Regions from separate parts of the Pan troglodytes genome. Here region 1 is linked to region 2. A link is a contact called in public HiChIP or PLAC-seq data. All regions are on one chromosome and are shown on one strand. The core of a region is the stretch at or near the end of the contact, and the rest is flanking DNA. Distances in the headings are between cores, read along the strand shown.

Region 1 (5,369 bases), core at 875-3,374, 270 kb before region 2:
GATCCTAATGAACTGTGTTCTTTCCAGGAACCTGTTGGGCCAGTTGGTTTCAAGCCAGAGACATTCAGAAAGTTTTTAGCTCTGTATTTGCATGGTGCTGTGTGAGCGGAGGACCCCTCTGAATCCTGAAACCCCTCTTGCCTCTCTTCCATGGAAGAGGGCCTGGGCCCCGTGGAGCCTCAGTGCCCGTTTGGCCTGCTGCTCTCGCTGACAATAAAGAGCCCTTGCGTTGCACTGAAGCCTGTGTTTGGTATGAGGGTGCCATCGGGAAGGGCGCCCACACAAGTCCAAGCCCTGGAGCCTGACCTGCCCCAGCTGAAGCCCAGCTCTGCCCTTGACCCATGTTGTGATCTTAGATAAGGATCTTCATCTGTCTCTTTCCATTTCTTCATCTGAAACCTGGGGCTAATGTGACTTACCTGGCGTTGAAGACTCTGGGTTATGTGTGTGTAGTGTCTGCCACATGGCAGATACGCTGATGGTCACTAGGTTCTTATGGCATTATTTAAATTGTGGACACATTCCACAATGACTGCAGAAAATCTCGCTAGCATATTTATTGTAGATTTCTCCCTCGTATCCTGGTTAATGGGGCAAGTACACCCCTGGTTCAGCTGGTCTCTGTCCAAATAATGTCAAGTCCTGATCTGTGCCAGACACTGCTGCCATGCCAAGCACCTGATACATAGCATATTTAATCTGCACACACCCCTTACAAGGTAAATGTCATTTCCATATTCAAGAAAAATATTGCATGCCTAGCATGTGCCATGCACTGTTGTGGGCCCTAAGAAGAAAACACGGATAATTTAAGGAATTTGCCCAAGGTCACCCACCTGGTGCTATAGGTCAGCTTCCCGAGGAAACACTTAGAGACTTTTATTTGGGGAGAACCTTTAGGACAGGAACCTGTGGAGAGCGAAGGCAGCAGCAGGTGGGGGTGGCGGGCCCAAGCTCAGTGTGGCTGCATCTGAGGCCTCACCCAGTTCATGGGCACTCTGGAGCCAGAGGCAAGGGAGTTGAGCCTTCTACAAACACCCCTGGCCTGGCACCAGCCATTGGATATGTGCTGCTTCCTGACAGCGGGTGGGACCTTGGGCGAGGTGGCTTTGTTGGTCTGTAATTCCTGCTGAGGGACTGCTGAGAGCAGTTAGTGTGGGAAGTTCCAGCAGCTGGAGGAGCTCTCAGCTAGGCAGTGGCAAAGTGGCGTCCAGCCTGTGTCTCTGCCTCCCAGGCTTGGGCTCTTTCCACTTGAAAGCTTACTTTTTAGGCTTGAGGGATTAGCAGGAAAAGCAGCAAGGCACAGAGGACCATGGGGACAGGAAGTGACTGGAAGTGGGGAGGCCGGAGGCTTGGCTGGGGCTGGAGTGGCCAGCTTGGGAGGGGCCTGAACACCAAGCACCTCACCTCCTAGGGCAGCTGACCTGGGGCTCCGGGTACTCTGAGCCCTGCTGCCCATTTTACTTTTTATTTTACAGACAGGAAACAATTATACATAAATGATAAAAGTTCAGAGTTCAGGGAAAGATAAGTCGACCCACCCAAGGTGGTCCCTAGCTAGTCCTTTTCTCTAAGGTTAACAGAGCTTCAAGTTTCTTCCATGCTGTTGGTGAAAATGTGTATGTATCATAACAACACACATATATACATGACTGAAGAGTCATCCTATTTACAGCCTGTTCTGCACTTCCTTTTTCACCTGATGTCTCTGGATTGTAGGCTCTTGCCACATCACCACATAGGATCTCTTCGTTCTTTTGAGCAGCCACATTAGTATCTGTTGATGGCAGTCCGGGTTGTTTCCAGTTGTTATTAGAAATAATGCTGCAGTGAGCACCCTCGTTCATGTATCTTAGAGTAGTTTTGCCAGCAGAGCCATTGGGTAAGTAAGTTCCTAGCAGTGGAATTGCTGAGTCAAACATTTTTTTTTTTTAAACAACACTCTGTTGGGAGTACAGAGGAGGAGCTGGTGGGATGGTGGTAGGGAGTCCAGCTGGAGGCCACTGCGGGGATCCTGGGGCAAGTGGTGGTGATGGCTTGGCGTGATCCTGAGCAGGCTGAAGCCCCTGGAGACTGCTTGGAGAGGAGGGAGGGTGAGGTGAACTTGAGCCCTGAGCGAGTGGGACGGAGGCTCTGAGTAAGCGGACCATCAGCAGATGACCTTGTAGCTTGAGGACTGCCTGGAAGGGGGCCAGGGTTGCCGGGCAGGCCTGGGCAGCCTGTCCTCCCAACCCACCCTGAATGAGGACAGCTCGGATGCTGGCCTTAGTGCTAAGTTGTGGAGCCTGGAACCCAACTACACTTTTGTGTCAAGGGAGCTGCAAAGTACAGCTGATCTGCAAAGTGGGGCAGGCAGGACTGGCGGTTTTTTTATTGTCCCCATGGAGATGAGGAAACAGGCTTAGAGACCACATGATGCAGTGTGAAGAGCTGGGAAGCTCGTGTGTCATGACAGCTGCCCCCTCCACAGACAGGTCCTTGCTTCTCCAAATCCCAAATGTCTACCAGCTTCGTCCTCACTCCCTCATTCAACGCAGGAGAGGAAGTGATGCAGCGGAACCTGAGGGCCTCAGCCAGCCTCCCGCCCAGTACAGGCTCCCCAGCCAGTGAGCTGGTGAAGGAGCAGGAGGAGCACGCTGCAGGGAGAGTGCTGCGCCGGGTCATGCTGGATAGCGAAACCCCACGAGAGGAACTTCCAGCAGCAGACTTTTGGAAATGAAATGGTGACATTCCCATTGTGAACATATTTTTCACTGTCTCATATATTTAAATTCCTGGTTGATCCATTCAAAAGTTCTTCAGTTCATTTCCAGCAAGCTTCAGTGGCAAGGGAATTCTAATTTGGCCTGGGGGAAAGCCACTTCTCCCCTCCTGTATTCCAGCTGCCCTGTCAGATCCTCCACTTCCTCGCTGGCAAAATGGGGATACAGCACCTCCCTTCCAAGTTTCCCCACCTTTGGATCAAATAGGCTCCATTCGCCAAGGTTTCAAGTTGATGGGTTTGGAGTTCTTAGAAGCCAGGTGGAAAGGTGGACTTGCTTGAGGGGACCTCACTTTAGGCTGCTCTCTATTCTCTCCCAAAGCTGGCTCAGGCTGGACCTGGGGCAAGTGTTTGGCAGAGGCTCTGTGACAACCCACAGGAGCAGGACAGGATCCTCTCAGGCTTTAGACAGCATCTCCCTGGTTCCTCTTTTGCTGTGGGTGAAAGTCTCAGAAAGCATGCAGGTGACCCGATTGTCTTGACTCTCTCTTTAACATGGACACTCAGATGTCCATGACCCACAAGGCCTACCTGCTTCACTGCTGGAAGACCCCCGGTCCAGGGACCCTCTCCCCTCAGAATACATCTCCTCATATCCAAAGACTGCATCCAGGGGGGCGTGCTGCCCAGGGCAGGACCTCCATCCCTTAGAGGCCAGCTTGTCAGAGCAACATGGCCCCTGCCATGTTCACTCTCACACACGTGCACAGGCATACATGCGCACACACATGCATACAGGCACATCACACTCCCACACATGCAGTCACACTCCCACACACCACACACTCAGACATGTGCACACACACACACACGTGTACACGAGACCCATGGATCTCCTCCTCCCCAGCTAGGCCAATGATGGAACCCAAGAATAGGTCCAGACTGGAGATTGAGCCCTGAGGTCCCTCACCGTAGACCTCCTTTGGGGGCAGCCCATTTAATAAGCACCTACTGTGTACCAGGTGTTGTGCTGGGAGCGAGTTACAGAATGAGGGAGACATGGTCCCCGCCCTCCGGGAGCTCCTGGGGTACTGGGTGGACACGGCCAGAGTGGTCTCCTTTGGATTGGCAGTAGCAGGTACCCACAAAGGCCACCTCCTTCCCCACACCTGGGCACCTACCCACCCACAGGTGACAGCATGCCATAGGGAGGGGTGCCACTGAGCACATTCTGGGGCTACTCAACAACATCCAGTTATTCCAAGAGCACTCATCGAGCACCTACTGGGCACCAGGACCTGTGCTGGCAATTCTCAGGACGAAGAGGGCTCTTACATTGTCCCTGGCTTAGAGGAGCTCCCAGCCTGATGGGGGAGGCATACACTGAACCAGGCTGTGGGGACCCAGGGAGAGAGCTACCCCAGCCTGGAAGGCTTCCAGGAGGAGGGGCCATCTGAGCTAGGTTCTGAAGGGCAAGTGGGAAGGAGGAGGGGCCAGCAGGAACAAAGGCCCTGGCTGGGCAGACATCCACAGAGTACTGCAAAGTTGGAGGTGAAGTGCTGAGGGGCAAGGAAAAGCAGGAGTGTGCATGGCCCTTCCATGCCCTGCAGCTGTCTGGAAGCTGTGAGGAGCGTGGACTTGGTCCCAGAGTCACGGTGGGCGTGGCCACCTGGGTTCCCCACTAGCAAGAAGCCCTCTCCTCTCTGCACCCCTTTTCTTCTCGTGGTCACCAGGGCATCTCGCTTTCCTGGTCTTCTACTCACTGCTCTGTCGCCTTTGTGGGTCCCTCCTATTCCCCAGATCTCAGGGCCCAGTCCTTCGGCCTCTTCTCCTAGATGATTTCAGCCAGTCTGGTGGCTTTAAAGACCCTCTAAATGGCAACAACTCCCATGGTATGTCTGTAGTTCAGACCTGCCTACTTGATGTCTTTACTGGATATCAAATCAGCATCTCAAATTTAACTCGCCAGAACAGAGCTCTTCCTGCAGCCTGCCTCACCTCCACAAACGGCATCTCTGTCCTTCCGTGTCTGTTCACTACTGTACCCCTAGTGCCAGAACAACCCCTGGCATAAAAGGGGTGCTCAGCAAACACATGAGTGGATGGATGGAAAGAAGGAAGTCTATGGAGGCTCAAAGTGAGATGGTCTTTGTGGCACTGGAGGGCTGACATGGGAGGCAGGAAACCAAGGGCATGGCTGAATTCCAGAAACCAGATGCCAGGTTCTGCGGCTCCGCAGGCACCCTGGGAATAGAGAGAACAGAACCTCTGCCTTTCAGCACCCACCCTCGTTGGTCTGACCTTTTACATCCAACCCCCAGCCCCAACTCCAAGCCCCCAGTGCTTGTACCCAGTGAGCCCAGGGCTGGGCAGAGCAATGCTCATCCGCCTGTAACCCCACCCTGCCCAGCCACTCTGCTCAAGTCCAGGGGAGCCCCATGGCCTGAACCCCAAGAGGCCCAGCTCCCCTCAGTTCAGGGTCAGAGCCCTCTGAGGGACCCCAGGTATGTTCTGGGCTCAATCTCCTGGAGTCTGTGGAATCTGGGAACACAGCCCACCACTTCATGGGACAGCCGAGACTGGGGCAGGGGATTCCTCAGGTCACCAGGGAGCCAGACTGAGCAGCCTTCTTACCCCCACTAGAGCCCTGCTCTGGCCTAGCGCGTTA
Region 2 (5,987 bases), core at 2,270-4,769:
TTTTGGACCTTAGCTCACAACTGGAACAGGCATGACAGCTGCACGGGGGCAGAGGCTCCACCTCAACCGGCCACAAGGCACAATCGCCCCACGGTCCTGTTGGACACATGTCTAAGAACCACAGAACATGAGAGATCCTTGATCTTCAAATAGCCTTCCTCCACCCCATTTTTTTTTTTTTTTTTTTTTGAGACGGAGTCTCACTCTGTGGCCCAGGCTGGAGTGCAGTAGCGCAGTCTTGGCTCACTGCAAGCTCCGCCTCCTGGGTTTACGCCATTCTCAGCCTCCCAAGTTGCTGGGACTACAGGCGCCCGCCACCATGCCCCGCTAATTTTTTGTATTTTTAGTAGAGACGGTGTTTCACCATGTTAGCCAGGATGGTCTCGATCTCCTGCCCTCATGATCCGCCCACCTCGGCCTCCCAAAGTGCTGGGATTACAGGCGTGAGCCACTGCGCCCAGCCTTCCTCCACCCCAGTTTGATTTGTGGGCAGACTGAGGTCCTTGCTCAAGGTCACAGAACAGGGCATGGCTTCTCTGAGAGGTGGGTTCATGCTAGATCCTGGTACCATCCTCACACCCCAGGGACCTCTAGTGTCTGCCTCTCCTTGCCTTTCCTTAGCACAAGAGATGTTCCTTAACACACATGGAAAGAGATCTTAATTCTTTTTAATTAGGAGGATACAAAGGGAGAAGTCAGGAGACTGCCCCCACCCACGGTTGGGAGACTAAGTGCTCCCCAGATTACACAGCAGATGCCAGGGCTCCAGCAACAAGACCCAGCTTGATAGCTTTGTGGTAACCACAGCCAGCACAATTTTATTTTATGTTTTAACTCCTCAGTGATATATAGACCTCTCACAGGCAGGAGAAATGGCATCCAGAACTTCTCCCTTTAAAAAAAAATTATTTTTGAGCTTGCGCAACACACGCCCAGTTTAATTAACCCTTTTGTCAGGAAGCTTGGTCTGCCCCAGGCGGTGTGAGAAAACTGTTTCTGCTCTGTGCGGTGGGAGTAGTACAAAAAACGTGTGCCAGCTTGGGCACTGCCTTGACCTGGGACCCGTGGCTGCCCCCGAGCCTCTGCGCCCTCTGGGTCTTCACTGGACAAATCACTCTATGGGCAGTTTTATGTGCCTCCTCTGGGGTCTCTATTTTTTTCTGCTTTTAAAATTTCAGCCTCAGTTGCACCACTGGCACCCCAGCCTGGGTGACAGAGTGAGACTCTGTCTCAAAAAAAAAAAAAAGGTCAGCCTCCGGTGCCTGAGTGCCTGTTCTATAGGAGACTCTGCATCGCATCTCTGCACCCCTTAATCCCTATTCCCACACAGCCTTGCTATTCATAACTGGAACCACAATGTATGTTTCTTTCTCTCTCTCTCTCTTTTTTTTTTTTTTGACAGAGTCTGGCTCTGTCGCCCAGGCTGGAGTGCAATGGCACAGTCTCTGCTCACTGCAAGCTCCGCCTCCCGGGTTCAAGCGATTCTCCTGCCTCAGCCTCCCAAGTAGCTGGGATTAGAGGTACCCCCACCATGCCCAGCTAATTTTTTTTTTTTTTTTTTTTTTTTTGTATTTTTAGTAGAGACAGGGTTTCGCCATGTTGGCCAGGCTGGTCTACAACTTCTGACCTCAGGTGATCCCCCTGCCTCAGCCTCCCAAAGTGCTGGGATTATAGGTGTGAGCCACTGCACCTGCCTGGCAACCACAATGTTTCAAAACAAAGCTCACTTCTGATCCCCTCCCACTCCCTCATCTGCATGTACTAAAGGGACTGAGGAGCCCCCACCCCACCACACCCCACCTCACCATCTCTGTGTCCATTCCTCCCTGGCCACACTAACTCTGCTTAACGTTGCTGGTATTACTGCACCTCTCTCTGCCCTCTGGTCTCTTTGCTTTTTAACACTCAGCTCTGTTCTGTCACTTCTTTGGCCAGAAAGCTTCAGGTCCCCCACTCCCCAAATTGTCTGAGGGATAAAAAGCCCCAGCTTCTGCCCCTGCTAGGCCTGGGTCCCAAGACCTAGCCTATTCCTAACCCCTTTATGTTTTCCACACTCCATTCATTCAATGTGCAAATATTTGTTGAGCCCTTACTATGTGCCAGGAATTATGTTGGGCATTCAGGAGATTGTTGATGCACAAATGCACAGAAACCAAGTGTGTTTTGAGAGCTCAGGGGTTCAGGGGCTCTGAGGAGGGGCACCGAATTGAGAGAGGGACTGGGCTGCCGCCAGCTCTCTTCTCACTGGTTTCCTGTTTACCATTAGCGGCTGCCCATCCCTCCTTAGCGCACAAATGCCCAAGTGAACCTTGGTATGTTTTCAGACCCGCAGCTCAATCACAAGCATGAAGCGGGCGAATTGAAATCCATCTTTAGCTGCCTTGAAAGCCTGCACAGGACCTCCTTTAGATTCTCCCTGCCCACGCTCTCCCCAAGTTCTGTCTTCCTCTCCCCGTTTTGAGGACATATGGCCCCTTGAAGTTTTTGTTTGCTTGCAGTAGGGGAAAAACAGCTTTAAGTGTAGAGGGTTTTTCCTTTTTTTTTTTTTTTTTTTATTAAGCATCAAGAGACACAGCAATCTGCTTGGAGATAGTGTACGTGCATAATTAATAAAATCGCATTATTTATTTATAAAGAGACACACGAGGAACGGGAGAATTAGGGCTATCCCCATTATATATGAAGAGAGGGAGAGAGAGTGGAGAGGCAAAAATACTTTTTGAACATTAGATCCTTTCAGAGAAGTGTCTCAATACGCAGTGAATAAAACGGCCTGTACTCCTCATCGAAGTGGTGCCCTGTGCCCAGAAGGCATCAGAAAGCAGAAACCTGGTTCAGGGGCTTAAAAAAGGAACGGGATCGATGTGGCGCTCGCAGTGCCCAGCATGCCGGCGTTGGGTAGTTGGCAGGAGAGCAAGAGAGAGAGGAGGCGCGGTTGAGGGTTTGGCCGCTGGGAAAGAGGATTGAGAGCCAGTCCGGGGTTTCCAAAAGAGAGGGACTTGGGGCACAGAATCTCTGGCAGGTTGGGGAGAAACGGCTACCGTCACCCCACTGGGCACCGCATGAATAACCCAGATGCCGGCGAAGGGGAGCCCCTGGTTTCGATGAGCCCACTGCAAGCCAGATCACATGAACTTGGTGGTGAGGGGGTTTTAGATAGCAGCTTTGCCCTTGGACCTCTGCATCCCGGATGCCCGGGCAAGACCGCCAATATCAATAACCCAACTTATTATATAACAGCCTCGGAGACCGGGAAGCAGGGGTCAGGTCCTCCCAAGCTTCTAGAGCTGTCGGTGGACCTTCTCTCTCCTTGTCTCTCTCCCTCTGATTTTTCTTGAGACATGCTTTAAAATGGAAAACAGGCTTGTGCAGGAACCAAACACATAGACAGGGGGTGGTTTGTAGGGATTTTTCCCCCCACCTCCCTCGAGGACAAGCAACTCTTGCAGCGCCACTCTCGGCCTTCCCCGGGCTGTAGGCTCGGCGCCTGGGGCGGCGCTGGGGGGGCGGCGTCGGCCCGGGCAGCAGCCTCCGCAGGGTTACCCGGGCGCGTGCAGGGAAACGTCTCAGCAATTCCAGCGCCCGAGCGGAGCGCGCGGGGGGGGTGGGGGCGCGCGGCGCGGGGCACCTTGAAACCGCCGGCGGCCGCGCGCTGATTGGCCGAGCCGCCGCCTCGGCGTTCCAGCCAGGCGCCCCTCCCCCCGCGCCGTCCACCCCGGAAGGAATTTCCTCCTCTGGCGGCCGCTATTGTTGTCCACCTTCGCTGTTTGGGTCGGATCGCGTAACCATAGTATCCAAACTGTGTCCGCGCGGGGCCCCAGCCTGGGACCCCTGTGCCCTCACCCCCCCAGCCTACCCCCCACTTTTTTTTTTTTCTTTTTGCAGCCTACTTATCATGACTTCATCGGACTCCGGGGAGCGGGAAAGGGGGTTGGGGCGGGGGGGCGGGGAGTGGGCCCGCTTCTGGCAGCCCTTACTTCGAGATGTTTTCAATTACAATTTTTTAAAAAGTCTGCTTTGTGGGTTCAGGGCTTAAAAATTCTTCCTACTTGCCCCCCTCCCCATGAAACCGTTGGACCAAACTTGAATGGGGGTTTCCTTCTTTTCCCCTTTACCGTCTATGCTCCAGCCCCTGACTTTACGGCTCACGGCTGGGGGTGGGGGAAATTCGCAGCAGGAGTCGCCCCCCTCAAACGCTACCCTTCAGATCGTGGCTGTGTCCTGGCCCCTGGGCCTGGGTTTGAGCTGGGGAAGCGAGGCTGGTGGTGGGGTGGAAACATCACGCACTGCAGTACCCCCCACCCCGGGGCGCTTCCTGGCGGGGTTGGGGGATCCCCGGAGATGGATCTGGGGTAGGTGGTACGGGGTGGATGCCCATCAAATATCGGGGAGGGGTGACAGGGGGATAAAGGGGAGACGGGGGAAGCAGCTGACAGGTTACTGGAAGAACAAGCCCCCTCGCCCCTCGAATTTCTCCCACGGGTCTCTGAGCTCAGACATCCTAGTCCGCGCAGGCAGCCCGAGCCGAATGCCTGCTCCCAACCCCGGCCAAAAAAAAAAAAAAAAAAAAAAAACCAACCCCAAACAAAAACCCTGTGCCCAGAATTGCATTCGGCTGGGAGAGGTGGGGAGCCAGCAGCAAGTCCGCACCGAGCCGGCTGCGCGCAGCGCGGGAGCCCCCGGGCTGGGGCCGGCAGCGGGGGGCGGTGTGTGTGCGGGGGGGTGTCCAACATTCCCAGAACTCAAGTATTCTCCCGGCGCTGAGCCGGGCGGGGGCAGTGGCGGCCACGGCCCAAGTTCGGGGCAACACTGCCCCCTAGGGGCCGCCGCCGGAGGTTTGCAGCTGGGGCGGCGAGGGGTCTGGAGGTTTGGGTCTAGCCCTGGGACCAGGGACTTTACTTTGGCCCTCAGTGTTTCACCGGCCAGCGGAGCCGGGGAGTACCTGGGCAGGGCTACCGTGACCCCCTGGCAGACCAGTGACAGGCCAGAGGAGAGCCTTCAAGTGCCAGTTTAGGGAGCTGGGGAGATATAGTAGTAGGGTTTGTATTTTTGCTCTAGAATTTAAAACTTCGGCAGACAGTTTCCCATAGGCTCTCAGTGATGGATGGGAACTTAAGATCATTGACTGAGTCCCCTCATTGTGCAGTTGGGGAAACTGAGGCTCAGAGAGGGGAATGATTTTCTCAGGGATATGACATTTGAATCTAGTCCTCCTGGTTGTCATCTGGGGCCCCGTGGATTTTTTGGGCCCACGGAGTCCTCTGATTCCTCTGACACTGATGCCTCCCTGTCAGAGAGGCATCACCGCTCTCATTTTACAAACGAGAAATCAGAGAGGTCTGGACTTGCTCAGTCAGCCCTTTTTTTCCCCCAGCCCTCTAGACCATAGGGACTTGGGGGACTTGAACCTTAGGGTCAATTAGCAGGCCAGCTTTCTGCTCTGGGGCCCTGTGGTATTCTACAGTCATCCCTGCCAGAGCCGGGTTGAGGTGGCTGCTCCAGGCTGGTGGCGGGGCAGGGGTAATCCAACAGCAGGGTTGAGTTTGCTGAAATCTGGGCTCTTGGCCTCTAAACAGCTGCCATCTCCGGGCCTCAGTTTCCCCATTTCTAGAATAGTTGGTAGCAAGAGGATGGAGAAGGCGTCTGGCAACTCCCAGTGGGTGGTGACACAGTACGGCCCCGCCTTCCTGGTCTGCCACGCCCTCTCCTCTCCTTCCCTTCTAGGTTGGGGTCTGCAGGCTGGCTTCCTCCCGCCTTCCCTTCCTCCCTCCCTGCAGGGCTCCTGCAGCCGCCCCTCCCTCCCTCCCTCCCTCCCTCCCCTCCCCTCCCCTCCTGGCAGGCGCAGAGCTGACTGCGGGAGGGAGCCATGGGCACGGAGCCAGCAGAGCGTCAAGTCAACCCCTGGGGAAGACGGGGTTGGGGCGCTGCTGGCTGCTGCTGAGGCGCTGTCAGAGGCTGCAGCTCTGCGCTGGCAGGGGCAGAGTCCC

Evidence for each region. HiChIP or PLAC-seq counts read pairs in DNA pulled down with a chosen protein or histone mark.
Region 1: a contact with region 2 is called in an H3K4me3 HiChIP or PLAC-seq map of stem cell-derived excitatory neurons, with 10 times the contacts expected there. The contact joins two enhancer-like sites. A contact is called at or near these places in 1 of 7 Hi-C or Micro-C datasets (stem cell-derived neural progenitor cells), 1 of 1 datasets of contacts at active chromatin or transcription factors (stem cell-derived excitatory neurons) and 1 of 1 other capture datasets (stem cell-derived neural stem cells).

What each region holds. Positions count from the first base shown.
Region 1 is chr1:176,763,441-176,768,809 of NHGRI_mPanTro3-v2.0_pri, reverse strand. The region is part of intron 6 of MRPL37 (mitochondrial ribosomal protein L37); the gene reads left to right. Among named protein-coding and RNA genes, the nearest start is that of MRPL37, 21 kb to the left of the region's middle. Within about 2 kb of position 2,124, at least 6 of the 24 cell types and tissues checked have an H3K27ac peak or open chromatin away from gene starts, as enhancers often do. A contact at or near this core is called in stem cell-derived excitatory neurons and stem cell-derived neural stem cells, where this site is marked.
Region 2 is chr1:176,495,058-176,501,044 of NHGRI_mPanTro3-v2.0_pri, reverse strand. No RefSeq gene overlaps it. Among named protein-coding and RNA genes, the nearest start is that of ACOT11, 60 kb to the right of the region's middle. Within about 2 kb of position 3,519, at least 21 of the 24 cell types and tissues checked have an H3K27ac peak or open chromatin away from gene starts, as enhancers often do. A contact at or near this core is called in stem cell-derived excitatory neurons and stem cell-derived neural stem cells, where this site is marked.